Regions from separate parts of the Mus musculus genome. Here all the other regions are linked to region 3. A link is a contact called in public Hi-C data. All regions are on one chromosome and are shown on one strand. Each heading gives the region's core, a stretch centred on a gene start, on an enhancer-like site or on the middle of the called end of the contact. The rest is flanking DNA. Distances are from core to core; before and after follow the strand shown. Region 1 has its middle 47 kb from the start of Gm25830. Region 2 overlaps Gm19744 (a long non-coding RNA gene). Region 3 overlaps Tenm3 (teneurin transmembrane protein 3).

The links. A called contact is a pair of places that touch in the nucleus more often than the background predicts.
Region 1: a contact with region 3 is called in a Hi-C map of liver, with 2.5 times the contacts expected there. The contact joins two enhancer-like sites. A contact is called at or near these places in 5 of 484 Hi-C or Micro-C datasets (liver and uterus) and 5 of 115 datasets of contacts at active chromatin or transcription factors (embryonic stem cells, hepatocytes, neural progenitor cells and 1 more).
Region 2: a contact with region 3 is called in a Hi-C map of liver, with 1.7 times the contacts expected there. The contact joins two enhancer-like sites. A contact is called at or near these places in 3 of 484 Hi-C or Micro-C datasets (cranial neural crest, liver and nephron progenitors), 7 of 115 datasets of contacts at active chromatin or transcription factors (craniofacial prominence, embryonic hindbrain, embryonic limb bud and 4 more) and 1 of 9 other capture datasets (adipose tissue).

Annotation. Positions count from the first base shown.
Region 1 is chr8:49,003,518-49,008,016 of GRCm38.p6, forward strand. It overlaps a transcript of Tenm3 not described here. Among named protein-coding and RNA genes, the nearest start is that of Gm25830, 47 kb to the left of the region's middle. Within about 2 kb of position 2,929, at least 4 of the 459 cell types and tissues checked have an H3K27ac peak or open chromatin away from gene starts, as enhancers often do. A contact at or near this core is called in hepatocytes and liver, where this site is marked.
Region 2 is chr8:48,862,860-48,867,367 of GRCm38.p6, forward strand. It overlaps Gm19744 (a long non-coding RNA gene), which reads left to right. Exons shown (of 6, transcript XR_379026.3): 5 at 1,329-1,388. It also overlaps a transcript of Tenm3 not described here. Among named protein-coding and RNA genes, the nearest start is that of Gm19744, 21 kb to the left of the region's middle. Within about 2 kb of position 2,827, at least 10 of the 459 cell types and tissues checked have an H3K27ac peak or open chromatin away from gene starts, as enhancers often do. A contact at or near this core is called in liver, where this site is marked.
Region 3 is chr8:48,544,215-48,548,237 of GRCm38.p6, forward strand. The region is part of intron 2 of Tenm3 (teneurin transmembrane protein 3); the gene reads right to left. Among named protein-coding and RNA genes, the nearest start is that of Gm39178, 110 kb to the right of the region's middle. Within about 2 kb of position 1,622, at least 5 of the 459 cell types and tissues checked have an H3K27ac peak or open chromatin away from gene starts, as enhancers often do. A contact at or near this core is called in hepatocytes and liver, where this site is marked.

The DNA.
Region 1 (4,499 bases), core at 1,679-4,178, 460 kb after region 3:
TGGGTGCTTTCTAAAACTGACACTTGGAGCCACCATAATGGAGTCACTTCTTGAGTGACTCCCTACACACTAGGCACTGATTCAAGTGTGTTCCACACACCAATTAATAACCCCAAATTACTGAAGAGTAGAGGGAGACAAAGAGTGGGGATCTGGCTATGCTCATGTTCAAACTCCTCCTTCCTTAAACCAAAGACAGTGCCGTCCTCTTTCTTAAATGAAATGGCCATAAGTACACATTCACAGGTATTTAAAACACTTGTGCAACTTGTAGCATTTAGAGAAAAAAAAATACATGGAAAAGATGAGTGGAGAGAGAATCCTTTCAGAAAAGACTATTTAAAAAAAATACCTGCATTAAAAACTTAAGGCTTTCATATATATGAGTATATATACATACACACACACACACACACACACACACACACACATAATGGGAAAGGGTAGGAAAGGGAGAGAGAGAGGACAAACAGAGAGCGAGAAGGATGATTATGTCTCTATCATCTCTGGAGGAAACAAAGAAAAACTTAGTTGCCTTCCTCAGCCATTCTCAAGGTGGCAGAGGGGGATCAAAGAGCAGTCTCCATCAGTCAAGTAAAGACTTCTGTGTCTAGTGGGACAGCGTAGGTAGGAGCCAATTTACGAGCTATTGTAGAATGAGCCTTGTGTATTTGAAAGATCGACTTGTTTTTCTTCTCCCTAAGATTAGGTTGGTGCTAGTCCACAACATTCCCCAAATTATATTTGAAACAAGTATTTATTTCATTCTCTGAGCCTTTGCTAATTCTTGATGAAGCCTTACATTTGCCCCTGGGCCTTCTGGGAGATAAGCTCATTTCAGCTCACATTTAATTCTCCGGGATCGGCTTTATTTGGGGGAAGACAGAAGATGCCTGGTCTTGAAAGGAATTTTCCAGCTTTCTGCCAGCTCAACTTTCATATAAAGTGAGAAACTGGCTGGACATTAGCTGTGTGGCCTTGTGATATAATCTAATAGAGGAAATCTGCAGAGAGCTTAGAGGACAACTTTGTAAAATTAAGTGAAGAGAAATGGTGTACCATATGGGCGAGTGCCAAATATCTTGGGGCACGCTCAGGACGAGGGATGATTCTTGCCTTTCACCCACACCAGGCCAAAACTAATGACATAGACATCATTTTGATAACTCTTAGGGGAGTCTCCATAACTCACCCTGCTCAATATCTTGCCTCAAGCCTTTTGTGGATTTTGTGATGCCTTTGTGGTCTGTGACTTCGTTTGGTGTCAGAAATCATTGTAGCCTTTCTTGTTGTCTATGAGGGGGAGTGTCATGGTTGCAGGTTACACTGAATTGACATGCAGCCATTTAAAGGAATCGACGGGGAATGGGGAGATTTCTAAAATCACTGTTTTGTCAACCCTAATTGAATGTTGGACCTGGGAGATAATCAACTAAGGATGGCAGGATTTTGAGGTGACAGAATAAGGACCTGGATAATGGATAGATTAGCAGATATTGCCTGAACTCACCAATCAATTTTCACGTCGCTCTATGTGAAGTAGCCGATGAGATGACAGAATGTTAGACAAAACTCCAATGACTGTCCTGCCTTGATTTATGTTTTTGGATCTCATCAACAAATAACTACCATTTAAAAGGGAAGGGTATTGAAGCTCAGAGGACACATGGGAGAAAGTGGGTTGTGAGACACTTATGTGATCCCAACTTAACGAATTAAGAACACAACGGCGTTTTACTTTTGGAGATAATCAGAGAAATTTAAACATGTGTGTGTTGGCTGTTGTTAGTTATTTTGTGCCAGGTCAGATGATGGTGTGGTACCCTGACAGGACTGAACAAAAACAGCCATATATTTATTTCTCTGCTGTGTGATCCACTTAGCTATGCAATTGAGTTTATGTTTATAGGCTTGCAATTAAATTTCACAACTCACTTAGTGACTATGAACATTGAATAGAATTTAAGATCCTTAAATGGGAGAATTTGATTTTCGATCATTTTTATGTGTGATTATGGCTATGTGCACTTACTCACGCATAGCCAGGTGCACATAAGTGTGCACACAGTGCATGGAAACCAGAGGACATTTTGGTTGTCATCCTTAGGAAGCCTCCTTGGTGACAGGTATTTCCATTGGCCTGGAGCTTACCAATTAGGCTAGGCCTCCTAGCCTGGGAACCCCAACTTCTGTCTCCTCACTGCTGGGATGGTCATCTTTTGGGCCCCGGTTGGAACACGGTGAAAAGAATGATGGATGGTGAATGATGCTTTGGGGAACTGTGGGAGAGGCTCTGGAGAAAGGGCAGAGGGCCTTTTACCTCAGGAGCACTTTGTTCCTTGGATTGCTTTTGGATGTGATTTCATGTCTCCTGTGTTAAGCATGTGCCTTCAATTGACAAGACATGTTTATTCTTGTTGGATGTCAGAAAATAGCTATAGTGCCCACTCTGGTCATTATATCCTGAATCAGGATATGGCCTTCTGCTTTGCCTCTGTGTTTTCCCAGATATAATTTAGAGTACTTGCCAGGTAATTGTATTAAAATTGGTCTGTTCTGAGAAAGTTCTGGGGAAGGGCTGCTCTGTTGATATTTAGTATATGCTAACCTATATTTATTTACATGTTTTTTTTTTTTTTTTCTGACCATGTTTGTCTGAACTCACATAACCTTCCTTGGATTCTTACTTCCTTTGTCACATATGTGTGTGTGTGTGTGTGTGTGTGTGTGAAAGAACACTGAAACTGAAGTGAGTTTGTCTAAGCATCAGACCGTACTTCACCCTGTTCTTTTAGATCCTCATATTCCCTGGTCCAGCAGACAAGATCTGCACAGGTTGGCTGAAAAGTCAACACCCCTATGCCTAGCATTTTGGCTGGCATCCTGGGGCTTGAACTTTGATCTCCACTGCTGGAGGGCCAGCACTTTCCCAACCGAGCCTTTCCCTCAACCCGGAGAGTTTTATCTTTAACCAGCTTAGAGTCTGCCAGCTCTCTAACAGCCTCTGTTTTGGTTTCGTGAGCTCAGAGATCTCAGATGATCATGCGAAAGGCTGAAGAACATTTATATAGTTAGAGTGAGCTTCTTCCAGCCAGAGTCTGGCAGGTCAGATAAGAGACACACGATACTCAACCAATCAAGGCCTCACTCTAGTCTCTCTCTCTTTTTGTCTTAATTTTCATGTTTGTTGTGTTAACATTGGTTCTCCCTCACCCCCACCCCTGTCTATGTTTACGCTCTCACCTGTGACAAATGTCGGTTTCACAGCTGACTTCCTGCTGGTGCCTGTCATATGTTGGCAATATTCAGCCAAGCATGTAAAACAAAACAAGTAACACCCTACAGATGAAATGAAAACAACGCCATTCACACGATCATGATGTCAGAACGACCACTTTTCTCTGAGCTTCCTTAAGGAATTCAGTGTTTTGGGGGTGGGGAAGAGGAAGAGCCTGATTGATGGAGGATGACCGGGTTGGAAAGGTGTGATGCTCCTGTCCCGTCCAGACAATGAATGACGACCAGAAAGAACACGGGGGAGCTTTCCCTCACCCAGAATGTACATGCAAATACTTGCTCAAGCTCAAATCCCCTGCCTGATGCACACAGATGAGACTAGCTCCCAGTGATGAGATAGGGTTGCTTACTGCAGATTGGAGCCCCGAAAGCTAAATCTACCACTCTGAAATCCTGTGTCTACACATCACTTTTGCTGAAGTGGGAGGAAAAGCCTGTGTGGCTACCACCTAAGGTGAGATGTGCTTGTGATTTCTGAAACCCTGCAGCCAAAGGTCTTAATCAGTCTATCCCCAACCCAAAAGAATATATCATGGCCAATCCTTCCTGAGGGATTTCAGGAGAGATCTCAGAAAAAGAGAAAAATCCAAAGATCACGGCACTAGTCTGAATCAATTCACAGAACATTTCTGGGGAGGTCAGCTCTTCTCTAGTTTTCTTGGATTTAGTGACTTTTTCTTCCATGGAGTATCAAATAGTCATCAACCATAACAGAAGAGAGAGCTGGGTACTTAGCCTTGACCCACGGTCTTTTAGGGGTCACCTATGAGTGCTAACCACCCCAAATTAATTACTTATGAGACACAAAACTCTTTAGAAATTCCTTGTGAATACCTAAAATGATCATTTTTTTTCCTTTGCACCTACTTATACAACAAGCATCCATTAAGTTTTAATTATTTCCCTTCATCAGGCCTTTCATCTTGGTGTTCCCTCTACTGCTAGAGGCCTTTGAAGATGGAGGCTTGGATTTAATATATACAGTTCATCGGAGGACTTAACTTTGGGCTATACAGGTTCACAGCTTATTATTTGAAACTGAGGCCTAGCTACTTCTCCTACACACAAAAAAATATCCCAATTCCTCCGGAATTCAAATGACTATGCTTTCTTAGAGAATGACGGCTGAATTTGGCCCACAGTGCGTCTATCCCTTCTAGAATGGAAACTTGGTGATAAGATCAAAGTTCCAAAACAGTTTT
Region 2 (4,508 bases), core at 1,577-4,076, 320 kb after region 3:
GTTGACCTGGTTCCACAGTAGGAGGAGGGTTGTGACTTTTGGGTTGTCCTGGCTCAGCAACTCTGTTTTATAGAAGACCAGGTACCAAGAGAATCTTCCGTTCACATTCTCAGACAATAGCTGACTGGTAGCAAGTGAATCCATTGGAAGTATATGTGAATGTCAGGGGAGCAGATTTTTGGACTCTGGAGAGACCCTGCTATGTCACTATGTCACTAATAGGCAAGCTTACCTGTTCTGAGGGTAGTGGAGAAATGTGGCTTTTGTGTACTTTAAGGGTTTTAATCTACATCTCCAGCATGTAGGATTGATTTGGGGGCACTTTGACTCTGGATAATAATGCTGATTTAACCTACTTTATTCTTTGAATAACTAAATATGGAATGAGTAATGTCTCATACAGTCAAAAATGCCTTCAAATAGCCGATTAGAGACTCATTTTATTGCAAATCTTTAAGACTCTGGTAGACTTTAAATGTGATTTCACCTTAATATACATTTTAGAGCTAATTACTCCAATCAGAGGAGAGATCGATACTTAACTGGCATCATTTTTAAAGTGGATCAGGATTCTGAATGGGATACAAAGCAAAACTTGCATGCTAGATGTTACTTTGTTATTTGTTAGGTCCTGATCATTTTTGGCTACATGATGTCAAGTGTTACCCCATCTCAAAAATAAATACATTTAGATATGATCACCTTGAGGCTTTAATTAACACCCTGCAATGTCTAAAGTGTCACACAGAGCAAAGGCCACAATCCATGACTCTCTAGGCCCCAAACAATGAGACTCCCATTCATTACCTCTCAGACTTCAGCTTTTAGACTCTTTCTCTTTCACTCCATTCCAGGCAATCAATTTCCTTGTTCTTCCTCCCACATGTTGAGCACGTTTGGTACCAGGCACCCCGACCTCTGGGCTGACTCATTTCCTCTCATCACTTTCTCCAAGTCTGCCTTCACATATCTTTTTCTCAATGAGGCTTTACTTGGCCACCTCATTTAAAATGACAAATGACCTGTCTGCCACCCAATGGTCCTCCTGATCTCACGTATCCCACTGCATTGTATATTTTTCCATGCTCTTATTGATTTATAACATCACAGATAATTTACCTGTTCATATATACACACATATACCCATTATAGATATACAACCTGTATCTAGATTTATATATTTATGTGGGCTTATTATCCTGTTTTAGTCACCTCCATAAGGGTGCTCTTTGTTATGTCTACCGGTGAATTGCCAACATCCGCGATTGAAGCTGGGACACAGAAACTGTACAATAAATACTTATTGAATGAATCAATTGTGATTGCAGGAGTTAAGGAAGGCAATAAGAATAGAGGAGGCATGAACACACAAGAACTTGGGAAGAGAGGTAAGAACACGATTTTTAAAAATATTTATTACTTAATTTTGACCGGATTGAGAATTTTGCCACTGTTTGCTGGTGTCGGAATGAAAATGGAGAGATTCCCTTGAAGGTTTGAATAGGCTAAACTTCCATGGGTCACAGGAAGAGAGCAGACCTTACAGCCTCCTAGATTCAGGACCTTAATATTTCTTTGAGTATCTGGACCTCCTTTAGATGAATCGATTGGTGAAGAAGAGAAATGTGTGTGTGTGTGTGTGTGTGTGTGTGTGTGTGTGTGAGTGATTATGTGTGTTCATGTGCTTGTGTGTGTGTGCATGCACGCGTGCGTGTGGGAATAACAATTTACTGGACTCACAAACTGTGCATCTCCAAATCAGTGTTGCCTCACAGTCTGTAATATGGGGTGTAAGTTGAGTAGGAGTCTTCATTTTGTCATGACAAGTTAAAAAAAAAAAAACCTTAGCAAAAAAAAAAAAAAGAACATTTTTCTTAGACCTATTAAGGAGGTAAAGCCACTGAGAGAAACCGGAAACCACAGGGAGAAACCGGCATCCAGTTTTTGGAAATCAGACAAGCAAATAGGAAACATCAGAATGCAGAGACGCTCACCAGCAGAGCTCTGAGGAAGCGGGCAATGGAGCAACAGCTGAGCTGTGACTGATGAACTATGGGAATCTCCGAACAGCCAAACATGAGAGCTGAGCAGCGCAGGGCACTCAGTCGTGGGGAAAGTCACAGTTTAGTGGGTGGCACCTCCAGGAGCTGTACCAGGTCCTCATGGTAATCACGAAAGAATCGTTGCCCCATGCTTTATGCTGAGAAGAGAAGGAACTGTTCTGAACTATGCCAGACCCTTGTGTTCTTCTGTGCAAGTTCTGACCTCAGGAGAAACTCTTTTGTGAAAGGCGAATGTCTTTCTTGGTGTTCTATCAGAGCCATGGCTACTTGGGAAAGGGTAAATATCTTCCACGGCTCTTGCAGCCATCCTCTCCCACAGAGTAAAGGGATGAGGGACGGAGGGGTCGGGAGGGAGGGATGAGAAGCTCTGGGGAAGTTCACAGGCTGAGACACAGGATTCCTAAAAGACTGAGATCTAGCCACTGAGTCTAGGTGTGTGGGATTCTCCCCCCTCCTCCTTTACATTCCTAAAGACCTATAGGCAGCACTTTCTGTGTACCTAGCATTTCATGTATGCCTTTCAATAAACCTACATTCCAAATCTGACAGGTATTTTTCACACATCTGAGCACAGACGCACACATTCTTGACAAAAATATTAGCAAGTCAAATCCAATGATACATCAGAGAAGCACACACCATGACCAGGTGGGGCTCGTTTTGAGTTACACAAGGCTGGTTCAAAGGTGGATTAATACAGCCCAGCACACCAACAAGCTAATGAGCAAAGGTCACGTTGTTATAGCAATAGGTGCACAAAAGATATGTGACAAAGTCCAACACCCGTTTGTGATTAGAACTTGTCAATGAAAGGCCAGCTGTGGTGGCACATACCCTTCATCCCTGGACTTGGGAGGTGGAGGTAAGCAAATCTCTGTGAATCCAAGGCCAGCTTAGTCTACATAGTGAGCTCCAGGCTAGCCAGGGCAACACATTGAGAACTTGTCTTAAGAAAAGGAAAGGAAAGGAAAGGAAAGGAAAGGAAAGGAAAGGAAAGGAAAGGAAAGGAAAGGAAAGGAAAGGAAAGGAAAGGAAAGAAAAGGAAAGAAAAGGAAAGGAAAGAAGAGAAAAGAAGAGAAAAGAGAAAAACAGAAAAAGATAAAGAATTGTCACTAAGTTAGAGAATAAAGTATATATACACATGTACACACACATACACACACATGTATAACACTATATCACATATTATATAATGATGAGAAACTTGAAGCTCTCCAACTTCGTACTGCCTCTCAATGCTGCATTCTAACAGGGTTCAGGGCGGGGCGTCCCAGCTTATGTAACTGGGTAGGAAAAACAAATACAACGTATACTGATAAGGTATAAAGGAACAAAACTATCTTTGACTACAGATGACCAGGTAATTTATACAAAAACAGCTGAAAGTAGCTATAGAACACTTCCCGAAGTAATGCCATTATAAATGATAATAATCTATGTAGGAAATAATGCTAATATACAAAATTGCTTCTATAATGTTTATTGGCAATCATCAAGTAGAGTTTGAAACTAAAGTATTATCATTTATATTAATTCTTGAAATGGCACTCTCTAAGTTAATACTAATAATAATTAATATTTAATATGATGTGAAACTACTTGAATTAATGATGTCAAATAAGAATTAAATAAAGTATTATATATCTAGATATTAGTATTAAGACTTTTATTATATACATACATTTGTTTGCCTATCTATTATTTATTTATATTTATTTATTTATTTATTTAGTGTGTGTGTGTGTGTGTGTGTATGTGTGTGTGTGTGTGTACACCCATGATAAGGGATGAAATCCAGAAGGCAACGTTCATGAGTCAACTCTTTTCACCATGTGGGTTCTAGCGACTCAGGTTCTCAGCTTTGACAGCAAGCGGCCATCTCACTGACCTAGACTCAGTGATCTGAAAGAACCAGGTTTTCTCATCTTGATCTGCAGATCAATGCAACCTCAGCTTAAAGCTCAGCAACATTTTTTTTTTTTTTTGGTGGATATCAACAAAATGAACATAATGTTTTTATGGTGAGGCAAAGACCTAGAATGGCTAACTCAGCATTCAAGGAGAAGAACCGAGTCAGAGGTCTGGCATTACCCAACATCAGGATCTGCTGTAAAGCAGCAATAATCAGTGCAATGTGGGGTTGGTAAAAGAACAGGGTCAGTGGGACTAGGGAGTCCAGAATTAGATCCATGTAACTACATGCGCATCTACAACGAAGTACCAGAGGCATTGAGAAAGATTGTCCCAGTAAATAGACATTCTGTGTAACATGAATGTACATACACCCTCCCCCCAAATTAATTCAGAATGGATATAAGAATTATGTGTAAATGCTAACCTATAAAATTTCTAGAAGATAGCACAGGGGAAAATATAAATGATGTTGTCCTTGATAACGCCTATGTGTACATCCCTGATGGTACAGTCTATCCCTTCATCAACAAA
Region 3 (4,023 bases), core at 372-2,871:
CATCTAAGCCTCTCTCTATAACAGCCTGAGTATCTGGCATCCCTGGCTTCTACAGGCAGCTGCACCTACGTGCACATACCCACTGGTCAACCATCCCTAAGTCCCCGTGTGTGTGTGTGTGTGTGTGTGTGTGTGTGTGTGTGTGTGTGTGTGTATGCATATATATATATATATATATATATATATACACATACATATACAAACATATACATACATATACAAACATATACATACATATATTAAATTAAACTTCTAAAAGTATGCTACAACTCATCCAGATAACTATTATTGCCTTCAAAGCATCCAGTAAGGGCTTTCAGCCTTCCTCAAATGAGGCAGCCATTTCTCCATATGATACCGAAATTCCTCTGTGAAAAGGCCTAGAAGGCTTTTAAGCATTGGGTTTTTTTTTCCCTGAATATAATTAACTGTGGTAAATACTCTCTCTTGAGAACTGATGTGATGTTTTAGAGGGGGCTGGGAAGAGCCAAGTGCTGATATACTAAGCCTTCAAGGATGGTAAGCATTGAGGTGTGCCTATGGAACAAGACTGTTTCACAAATAAACTCCATTTCAAAAGGGTGGCTTCAAACCTGTGCTGGCAAACAGTACTAAAACGAGCATGGGACCAGCGACATTTCTACACAATGCAGAGCACACTGAGAAGCAGGGGCAGCCCACCTTGGCAGCCATCTTCCTGAAAGTTAAGTAGGAGAATATTGGTCTCTTAAAGCTTTTCTGCCTAAGATGACTTCATTTCCTCAGCAGGACCAACAAAACGCGTGGGTAGAAAAACAGATGCAAATCATGCATACATTCAGTGCTCGTAGGGCACTTCTTTTCTTTTGAGGATTCTGACTTGAGTGAAGAAACCCTACGGAACTTCTCTCAGAAGCTGCTTTGTTTTAGAGAGTCATTTGTTGGGAACGCCCAGGAAAAGTCAGGCAACTTTTCCAAGGTCATGCTTTCTAGAAATTACGCTGCTCTACTTGATATCCTAGGTAAAGAACCTCAGAGGATTAAAACAAATTATAAAGAAACAAAACAAAATTTAAAAAACAAAACCAAACCAAAAACAAACGAACAACCATTAAAAATAAAATAAAATAAAATAAAAAAAAGGACAAGACCACTGATAGATCAGCCTTGGGAATGAAAGAGTAAACAAACACATAATTTATCATTTTGCCAGGTTCAATAAATACTATTTTGATGTGTTAATAGCTTTTAAAAAGTCAACACATTAGCTATCAATTAAGTAAACAAGCTATTAAATGGGAGCTAGAAACGTCAATGGGGGCATAATTTACTAATTTTCCAATCAATGATGCTAATCATTGTTGGATATTAATCAGGGAATGGACATTAGCCTTACCATAGGTGATCATTTACAATCATGGCTCCCAAGAATAAACAAAATTAAAGTTAAAGACAAAGAGAGGACTGGACAGAAACACCTTGTACTTGTTGATAAATAAAACAATTTGCCTTGAGCGAATATGGGCATCTTGGCTACCGTCAGTGGTGACAGTATTGATGGAAGGGTCTATGCAGCCGTCACATTCCTGGTCGTGTCAGACAAGGGATACAAAGCTAGGACTGAGGTCAGGACAAATCCTAGTTGGCAACTCACACTTCGGTGGCAGCAGTGTTGACTGATACAAATTTCAGTCAAATACAAACATGAGCTCTGATCTCATTCTGCAATTTAGTGATTCAATAACCTCCTGCAAACTATTCAATCTCTTTAAGCCTCACCTACAACACAAGGGGCAATGACAGGGTTTATTTCATAAATAGCCAGCTACATACATATTTAGGGCCCTGGAGCCTACACACTTCTTAAAGTCCCCAGCCCCACTCTCATGAGAGAAAGAACACGACCTTCTTAGGTTCTCACAGGGTTTAACCTCTAACAAGATGGGATTTAGAAGAGTATTTAATTACGTGGTTTGCTCTGGAAGTCAAATGTAGATATAAAGGGTTTATTATCATGAAGCCCATACAGTGGTCCACACCTGCAGGTCAGGCACTCTGAGAACTGAGGCAAGAAGATTCCAGGTATGTAGTTACCCATGGCTACACCGCAAATAAGGGTTGATTATATATATATCTTAACGGTGGGGTGCTTGCCTGGCATGTGCCAGGCCCTGAGCTCCTGCGTTCAAACTCCAGTGAAGCAAAGAGAAAGGACAGAGAAATAAGGAAAAGTAAATTCATACGAGTTTGTCGAAGTGAACTATCGCAACTACTGTGAGGCTTTAGCCTCTCTGCTAACAAATTTGCACTCTTTTTTTTTTTTTTTGAGACAGGTTTTTCTGTGTAGCCCAGGCTGTCCTGGAACTCACTCTGTAGACCAGGCTGGCCTTGAACTCAGAAATCCGCCTGCCTCTGCCTCCCAAGTGCTGGGATTAAAGGCGTGCGCCACCACGCCCGGCAGAAATTTGCAGTCTCAGTTAGTTGATTCTCAAGACTCTTGGGTCTTAAGGTCTCCAATTTGTACGTATTTTCCTAAGAGAACTTAGTTATATTGGGTTTTTGGTGGTGGTAGTTTGTTTGTTTTTGTTTTGTTTTTTAATTCATGGGCTGTTTTGTTTGTCAGGGCAAGAGAACAGAAATTCAGTCTCTTTTTCTATGAGAAGAGCACTCCTTGTCTCTCTGAGCAGCAAGTAAAGAAAAAGAAAAGAAAACCATTCATTTTTTTTCTACCCCAGCCCTTTTGGCATATTGACTTTACTCGAAACTGTCATTCTAAAGAATATATCTTGCCCAGCAGAGGAGAGAGTGCATTCCGTGAAGTGCTTGCCACTGGGCAGGAATCCCGAGTTCAAATCTCCCACATTAAAAATCTCCCATTAAAAAGCAGAGGACAGTGGTGGCTCCTGGTAGTATGGGAGCAGAAACAAGAAGCTTCCTGGAGTCACAGATCAGACAGCCAACCTTAGTAGACAAGGCCCCGTTATAGAGCTGGGTGGGGTCTGAGGGAAGAAAACGAAGGTCGATCTTCGGTATCTACATGCGCGTGCCCAAACATGTGTGCACACATATGAACACATAAATAAGTTATCTTCTGCTCTGGTCTGATTTTTGCTGCTCTTATCATTGAGCAAAGCCAAGTTGGGGAGAGGAAACAGCTCGTTTCCTTTCATGGATTACATCATCATGGATTACAGTGCATCATCAAGGGAAGCCAAGGCAAGAACCCAAGGCAAGAATTTGGAGGCAAGAACTAAAGTAGAAGGCACAGACCACCGGAGGAATGGTGCTTGCTGGCTTGATCCTCTCGGCTTGGTCAGCTTGCTTTCTTATACAGTGCAGGACAACCAGCCCCAGGGCGGCACTGCTCACAGTGACTTGGGTCCTCCTACATCAAAACTTAATCAAGAAAATGCCCAAGTCATTCTAGTTTGTGTCAAGTGGACAAAACCTAACCAGGCCATCCATCTTCACTGCCTTCCTCCATCAAAAGACTCTCATCAGAAGTTTCCAGTTTAAAGCACACATTCGAGGCTATTCAGAAGTCTGAGGCCTGAGATCTACTAGAGTCTAGCAGTTCAAGTTCTCTGGAGGACCATGCAACCTTATCTCAAAAATCAGAAAAGCCTTCAGGGCTAGAGGTGTAGCACAGTGTGGCTGAGACCTGGTACGTTGGAGATCACTAAGGGTCTTTATCGATGTTAACTGTGGGATAGCTGTTTTCTTATTCAAATGTACTACTAGAACTCTCTTTTAAAAGTCCTTACCCAGCACCTACCCGAAATTCAATTATTCAAAAATCTCACTTGAGTCAAAATGCAAAGAAACAGGGTATTAGTTCAAGAGGGTTTCCAAGAAGTTAAAACTAATAAAGCTAATACGATTAGGTCTGAGAAAAAGTCCTAACTCAGAACTTTTCTGTTCCTATTTTGTGCACAAATTACAATAGCACCAAAAACGCATCTTAGTTACTTGATGCGGTAATAAGAAATGAAAGGGGAAATTGCAGAGGGGAAGAGTGGAAACCCTCATCTAAAACTTATTCCT